Linked DNA regions of Zea mays: region 1 is linked to region 2. The links are chromatin contacts, called in public Hi-C maps. All regions are on one chromosome and are shown on one strand. The core of a region is the stretch at or near the end of the contact, and the rest is flanking DNA. Distances in the headings are between cores, read along the strand shown.

The links. Hi-C and Micro-C count contacts between places; a contact is called where the count stands out from the background.
Region 1: a Hi-C map of ear shows a contact between it and region 2, with 4 times the contacts expected there. The contact joins the promoter of LOC100283578 here to the enhancer-like site in region 2. A contact is called at or near these places in 4 of 25 Hi-C or Micro-C datasets (ear, leaf and tassel).

What each region holds. Positions count from the first base shown.
Region 1 is chr6:121,686,084-121,689,993 of Zm-B73-REFERENCE-NAM-5.0, forward strand. LOC100283578 reads left to right here and starts at 2,347. Exons shown (of 4, transcript NM_001371950.1): 1 at 2,347-3,536. The coding sequence starts at 2,703.
Region 2 is chr6:121,612,003-121,615,961 of Zm-B73-REFERENCE-NAM-5.0, forward strand. No RefSeq gene overlaps it. Among protein-coding and RNA genes, the nearest start is that of LOC103631351, 50 kb to the right of the region's middle. Within about 2 kb of position 1,564, at least 18 of the 20 cell types and tissues checked have an H3K27ac peak or open chromatin away from gene starts, as enhancers often do. A contact at or near this core is called in ear, leaf and tassel, where this site is marked.

The DNA.
Region 1 (3,910 bases), core at 1,097-3,596, 75 kb after region 2:
CTTCTGGCACACGACAGAGGGGTTAGTTAGACACAATTTTGTCAATGGGGCCATTAGGATTCGAGTTAGGGTTCAAGGTGAACATCCCTGATCTTTGGCTCAAGGTCTGAATTTCAGAATTCTGAAATTCAGAATTCCCAATGAGTCCCAACAAAAGAAGCTTGATTTGGGGGTTTTCTTGAATTATTTTGGCTAAGCTTTCTCAATCTATCTTGTTGCTTATCAAATATACTTCAACTTATATAATTGGCTCAACTCAAAATTTTAAACTTTTCATGCCCTTTTGCTTATTTTCTTGAATTTTGTTCATGGGGTTCACTTAGGGTTCTTAATTAGGGTTGCACATTCTTATCCTTTAAGAGACTCAATTGTCTTGATCATGACACTTTTAAGCATATACTTGGTGAATTCTTTCTTACTTAAGTTATTTTGATGCTCATGCTTACTTTGGTTCACATAAAATAATGGTTCTTGGTTTGGCTTTTTAAGAGAAACCCTAGGTGACACTGGGGTGTCACAGCACGAGCTGAAACGGCGGCCGATTCGCTCTGTTCACCAGCTGAGGGCTGTAGGCTCACCAGGTGCCCACGTCTTCGTCGTCCCATCGCTGGCGACGAGGTACACGCCCATCCCCCTGCTGTCCCCTTCCTTCTGTGCGAAACCGAGCACACAGACGCTAATCTAAGTGCTCTTGTGCTTGGAACATGCGCACCCAGGGAACGGGAAAGGGAGGATGAAAATGGGCGAGTTCGATGACTACTGGGCGCACGCGTACAAGGGCAACTCAGCGGTCCCGCACTCCGACCCATAGCGGCTCGTCTCCACCTGGACTGGCGCCTTTGCTCTCGGCGCGGCCACCTGTGTCCACCACCATGCCTTCGCGCTTGCATCTTCCGTTGACGGTGGATGCGAGGTTGGGGCGACGGCGGGCGGCGATGGATTGGGTTGGGGTGGGGATGGAGCCGTCGAAAGAGATAGGGTTGAGGGCGACATGGTGTGAATCCCCGGGTATAGAAAGGTGGATTTACTGGACCGGGTGTGGGATACTGTAGGAGCGGTCGGTTTGCGATTCGACTCAGGGAGGGGAGGGAGGAGGCGTCAGGATGCATGAAAGCAAACGAACCAGATCCAGATCTCCTCTTGCGCGTAGACGACGAGATGAAGACCATTCCGGCCGCCGGGAGACGAGCAGGTTCCTTGAAGGGCCGCTCGGGCGCGTGGATTTGCTTTCCCGTTGTGGCCTCTTCGGCGGCCGCGGGATCCTCAATCAGCGGCGAGCCTCCTGCGGCTGGAAGGCGGAGAAGAGCGTGAGGGGATGTGGGGCTCCTGCGGCTGGAAGGCGGAGAAGAGGGTGAGGGGATGAGGGCGGATGCCGATCCGGAAGACGGCGGATTAGATTAGGGTTGCGAGTGGTTGGAGCGCTTGGGATGATTTGGGGGCGCAGTGGGGCGGATCCGATAGCTGGGCGCGGGTGTGGGATAAATCAATTTCTGCGTTTTTTCTAAAACGAATACAAAAGAAATGCTTGTATAACTAATCATAAAAGTTTTTTTTGTGGTACGTCTGGTTTACCTGGTCTACCTGGTCTTGAATGATTAGGGCTTTATCTAACTAGAGAGAGCCCAGGGCTCTAAATACATAAACTATATATATATATATATGGGAAATGTCTGCATCCGTTCCTAGATGAATCTTAACAGTTTCATGTGGGTTCTTAAGATAACTATGATAAGAATTCCAACCTAAATTAATATAATCGCGAACCTGCCATGCCGAACCGTTCGAACCACAAGGTCAAACCATCCGGTCGTTCAGGTGCCAAATTTAGTATTCCTTATATCTAAAAAATACAGTTCTTTCTATCAAAAAAGTTCGTCCATATTCATTCAAATTATAACGAATATAGACATACATGAAAACTACATTCATATATTACTTAATAAACATATTATTAGTCTAAAATAAATTATATTTTAGGACGGATGGAGTACATAACAAATTCATAATCCTTAAATCACATGTTTTCGGTGCGCTTATCAGTCAAGACTCAAAACGACACAAATAGGTAGAAGTGTGTCAAAGTGTCACTTGTTGGAACACTGACAAGCGGGAGTGTTCGACCGGCACCCCAAAAAAACGCTGCCGTTTTCATCCCGTGTACAGTGTGGTGGTCACGGGTCCGTGTGCGCGAGCATTATGGCGCTAGGCTGTGTACTTTGCTCTCCGGCGCCCACACTATCCTCTGACCGGTTGCGGGCCTCTTGTCGTCCCCCGACGGCAGCGGCTGCCGCCTGCCGCAGCACCACTTTATTGCCCCCGAGGCGACACCTGTCCCGTCGCGCACCTCGCCGCCGGGATCGTCTCCCTCAAAACCGCACCAACCCCCCCACCCCACCAACGCTCGAGCTCCACATCCCCCGGTGTTCCCCCTCCGCTCTCCTTCTTAACCCGTCCCACTGAACTGGATTTCCTCTCGCTATTGTGGTATACTGTAGCACGCCAGACGCAACTAGTCACGGTCACGGTCAAGCTCATTGCGAGCGGAGCGCCCTCCTGTCGCTTCTGCCGCCGCCGCCACCGCCGCCGCTCGGCTATAAAGTCGCCAGCTCTGTTCACCGCCGCTTTTCCTCTGCATCCGTCTGTGGTGCGGAATTGAATTCCGGTGGGATTTGGGAGCCGAGAGGAGAAGGCGGTAGGCGGGGATGGAGACACCGGGAGGGAGCGGGGCCCCGTCGCTGGCGCGGCAGGGCTCGGTGTACTCGCTAACGTTCGACGAGTTCCAGACCGCGCTCGGCGGCGCCAGCAAGGACTTCGGCTCCATGAACATGGACGAGCTGCTGCGCAACATCTGGACGGCCGAGGAGTCCAACGCCATGACCGCGGCCGCCCCGACCACGGCGGCCGCATCCATGGACGCGCATGGGCAGCATCAGCAGCAGGCCGGGGCGCCCATCCAGCGCCAGGGCTCCTTCACGCTGCCGCGCACGCTCAGCCAGAAGACGGTCGACGAGGTCTGGCGCGAGATCGTGGGCCTCACCGACGGGGAGGACGCGCAGGCGGTTGCGGCTCCCGCTCCCACGCCCGCGCACGCGCCGCTGCCGGCGCAGGCACAGCGGCAGCAGACGCTGGGGTCCATGACTCTGGAGGATTTCCTGGTACGCGCCGGCGTGGTTCGTGAGGACATGGGGCAGCAGACCCTCGTGCTGCAGCCGCACGCGCAGGGGCTTTTCTCCCAGGGGAATGCGGTCGCGCTCGCGCCGCAGACCATGCAGCTGGGGAACGGGGTGGTGACCGGGGTCGTCGGGCAGGGGCTCGGAGGAGGGATGACGGTGGCGGTGCCGACGACGCCGGTCGTGTTCAACGGGATGGGGAAGGTGGAGGCGGGGGATCTTTCGTCGCTGTCGCCGGTGCCGTATCCCTTCGACACTGCACTGAGGGTGAGGAAGGGACCGACCGTCGAGAAGGTGGTGGAGAGGAGGCAGAGGCGCATGATCAAGAACAGGGAGTCGGCAGCCAGGTCGCGCGCGAGGAAGCAGGTGGAGCCTTACTTCTTTCAGTGCACTGCTATGCGTGCTGTCCGTTAATCATACTGCACCTTTAGTTTAATTATAGTAAAAACTTGTCTGAAATGGAACTCTATGGTGACTATATTTGGTATGCCTCTCGATTATGTTGTACTTTATTCACTTGATGTGATCTGCCACTTCCAGTTTAGCTCTGTGTTATTAAGTAGCCTATACAGATAGCAAGTTGCCATTGTATAATGCTCTTATGTCTTATCTTCATCTAAAGAGATGAAGAATCTGATGATGAACCATGGTTCAGCTTGATCCTCTCAGATTCAGAAAGACTGAGACACTGGATAAGTTTGTTAATTTGGGAGATGGTGGTTGCACATTACAGTCTCACA
Region 2 (3,959 bases), core at 314-2,813:
CTGAAATATAGGTCATAAAATCCTATTGACATTGGCATAAATATGTATACAAAATAGCATAAAAATAGGATCGCCGTCCTGCGGAACCAGCGCCTCGCATCTGGGATGCGCCACCACTTCGTGCCTAGGGGAGGATGCCGTCGTCGCTAGCGCCTAGGGAAATCCGCTGTCGCGACCGCTGGCACATCGCCGTCGTGCGCACCTCATGGGGCCGCCGCCGCATGCGTGCCCTCGGGATCCGATGCCGCGACGTGTCCCTAGATTCGCCGTCGCGCCACAGGAATCCGCCATCGCGAGCGTGTCCCCAGATCCGCCGTCGCGCCTCAGGGATCCGCCGTCGCGAGCGTGTCCCCAGATCCGTCGTCGCGCCACAGATGCTGGAGCGGCGGTGGCGGTGGCCATCGCAGAGACGGACGGGACAACCGTCGTTGTCACCGGGCCTAGGGTGCGCTGCCGTCGTCCGTCCGCTTCAAGAGCGCCGTCACCGCTTGCTCGCCTGCCTCGGAGCGTCGTTGTCACTCGTTCCTGGTGGAGCGCCGTCGTCGGTCGCCTGCCTCGAGGTGACACCGCTGCTGGCCCCCAGGATCACCGCCGCTCGCACGCCCTAGAGAACCGCCGCCGCCGCTAAAACCTAATTTCTGGCGGCGTGGGGGTGTTTTTATAGTGGTGGCGTGGGCCGGATCGTGGGCCCGATGCACGTAATATGCGCAGACTATATTTGCATAAACTGATACACACATCAGCATAACTCGTATTATATTTTGGCGTAAGCAATTAGGTACAATAAGCCAAAAAGGGTCCGGTACGGTCGCGCGCCTGGTCGGTACGTGGTCGGGGCTTCCTATAGTTAAATAGAGCCTAGGGCTCTAAATACATATACTATATATATATATATATATATATATAGTGGTGTGTCAGTGTGTGGTCAAAAGATGACGAGCCATTCTTCTGGTGAATAGGATTAAACAATGTACTAGCTAGCTAGGTAGCGGCCGGTAACATGCCCAGCTGGGGCCATTAGTCTCCGTAGATGCTCTGCACGTGCCGGGGCCATATTTCTACTCTCGGGATTCCAGAAATTTCCTATGTTTTTTTTACCTATACTATACGGCTATACCATACCTACAGCACTCCTCTTTCGGAAACTCATATCATATGCGAGCAAAGCATGCGACGCTATCCATTTCCTTTTTTTCACGTTCCGTCTCCCACCCGCGGTGACGCCACGTTAGGCAGCAGCGACGGGGACAAAACGTATATACCAAGCCGTCAAACCCAACTCGGCCCAATCCGCTTCCCCTGGGAGCCGGCCGGCGCTTTCGCGTGCAGAATAATAAATTTTTTTGGGCCGGCCGCGCGCGAGGCCTAGAACCAGGGGCGACGTGGAGGGCGCCCCGCGCTACCCTCCGTGGCTGTCGCGGCATTATTCAATTCACAATCGCAGGCGGAGCTCTCAAAATGGCATGATAGGGGGGGTCCGCGCTGGCGTGGCCTCACAGGCGGGCGCCGTAGAAAATTGCAGCCGTTGCAGGTGGGTGAGAGCCCCATGCATGACGGATGCGACTGACTGCGACACTGCCCGATCCTGTGCGGGGAACACTGTAGCACATTGGCGGCCAGCACGGTGCAGTGGCGTGATTGGCCTCCGCCCTCCGCCGCATGAGGGGTAAATCCGCCATTTTTCCTATAAATCCTCCCAGTCTAGGAAAAATTTCTTGGTCCCTTTGGAAGACTCTTTTACGAGGCACCTCTCCTTCAACCCGACCAATAACCCGAATAATCTCTCTCCCGACACCGGACCCCGGGCGCCTTTCCCCACAGACGAGGGAATAGGCGACGCGAGCCCGCCGTGCCCTCCGCCGCCATCGTGTGTGCGTCACCATCTGTCGTGCCGCCATTTGCTTCGCCGTCGTCCACTCCGCTCCGCCGTCACCTACTCCGCAGTTGTCCACTCCGCCGTCACCATCTTTCCCCCAGCGCGGTCATGAGCAAGACGTGAGGCGCCCATGCCCTCCGTTGCCGTCCATGTCTGCTGGTTTGCCGTCCTCCACTGCCGTGTCCAGCCCCCAGTTTGTTGTCCTCAGTCGTCGTCCACGGCACGAGGTAAGGCCTTCACCCTCTCGTACGTACTTACATAGGGTTTTCCATTCTCATGATATATAGCACTTCTTCGATTCTTGTTCCCCAAGATCCAGTGTAAGATTGGCTCCCCTTCCAAGCCCGCACACGTGGTTCCAATAGATCTCCAAGTATGGGCCATAGCTCCAAGATTCGATACTTATCTCCAAGTCTTCTTCATTTCTTTTAGCGGTTGGGGTTCCGGTGATTGTGTGCTTAATTTCCTTGTTTTTTTGCAGGTTTGTCGGCGTTTCGAGAACGGGGGGTCCCTAGGCCAACGAGTGAAATGTCGCCGCGTGCCCCAGCCCAGATGGGTCGACGCGAGGCCGAGCGCGAAGGGGGGGAAACAAAGGAGGGAGACCGGCGTGAGAGAGGTGGAAATCCCGCGGCCTTCGTGTTCGTCCCGCGTCCAGGTCGGGTGCGCTTGCAGTAGGGGGTTACAAGCGTCCGCGTAGGGAGAGAGCGAGGGACTCTACGCGTCGCCCCGTCCTCCCGTGCGGCCAACCCTCTCTAAGAGGGCCCTGGTCCTTCCTTTTATAGGCGTAAGGAGAGGATCCAGGTGTACAATGGGGGGTGTAGCAGAGTGCTAACGTGTCTAGCGGAGGAGAGCTAGCGCCCTAAGTACATGCCATCGTGGCAGCCGGAGGGGTTTTGGCACCCGGTTCGTGTGGTGTCGTGGCCGTCGGAGGAGCGCTGGAGCCTGGTGGAGGGACAGCTGTCGGGCTGTCAAGTCTTTGCTGACGTCCTCCTGCTTCCGTAAGGGGGCTGAGAGCCACCATCATCATGGAGCGTGCGGGGCGCCATCATTACTTATCTGGCGGAGCGAGCCAGATGGGACGTCGGTCTTGTTTCCCACAGCCTGAGTCAGCTTGGGGTAGGGTAATGATGGCGCCTCCTATTGACGTGGTCGGTCCGTGCCCTAGTTTGGGCGATGTGGAGGCTCCTTCGAGGTCGAGGTCGAGTCTGTCTTCCGAGGCCGAGGTCGAGTCCGAGCCCCTGGGTCGGCTGAGGCGGAGACCGTCAGCTGAGGCCAGGGCTGAGTCCGAGCCCTGGGGTCGGGCGAAGCGGAGTTCGTCGTCTTTAGGGGCTGAGCCCCAGTCCGAGCCCTGGGTCGGGCGGAGCGGAGTTCGCCGTCTTCCGGGGCTTAGCCCGAGTCCGAGCCCTGGGTCGGGCGGAGCGGAGTTCACCATCTTCCGGGGCTTAGCCCGAGTTCGAGCCCTGGGTCGGGCGGAGCGGAGTTTCCTATGGTGCTTGAGGGCGGGCCTGACTGCCTGTCAGCCTCACTCTGTCGAGTGGCACAGCAGTCGGAGCGGCGCAGGCGGCGCTGTCCTCTTGTCAGGCCGGTCAGTGGAGCAGCGAAGTGACTGTGGTCACTTCGGCTCTGTCGACCGGAGGACATGCGTCAGGATAAAGGTGTCAGGCCACCTTTACATTAAATGCCCCTGCGATTTGGTCGGTTGGCGTGGTTATATGGCCGGGGTTGCTTCTTGGCGAAGACTGGGCCTCGGGCGAGCCGGAGGTATGTTCGTCGCTGGAGGGGGGCCTCGGACGAGACGGAGATCCTCCGGGGTCGGCTGCCCTTGCTCGAGGCTGGGCTCGGGCGAGGCGTGATCGAGTCCATCGAATGGACTGATCCTAGACTTAGTCGCACCCATCAGGCCTTTGCAGCTTTATGCTGATGGGGGTTACCAGCTGAGAATTAGGAGACTTGAGGGTACCCCTAATTATGGTCCCCGACAGTAGCCCCCGAGCCTCGAAGGGAGTGTTAATACTCTCTTGGAGGCTTTTGTCGCACTTTTTTGCAAGGGGACCAGCCTTTCTCGGTTGCATTACGTTCCGGT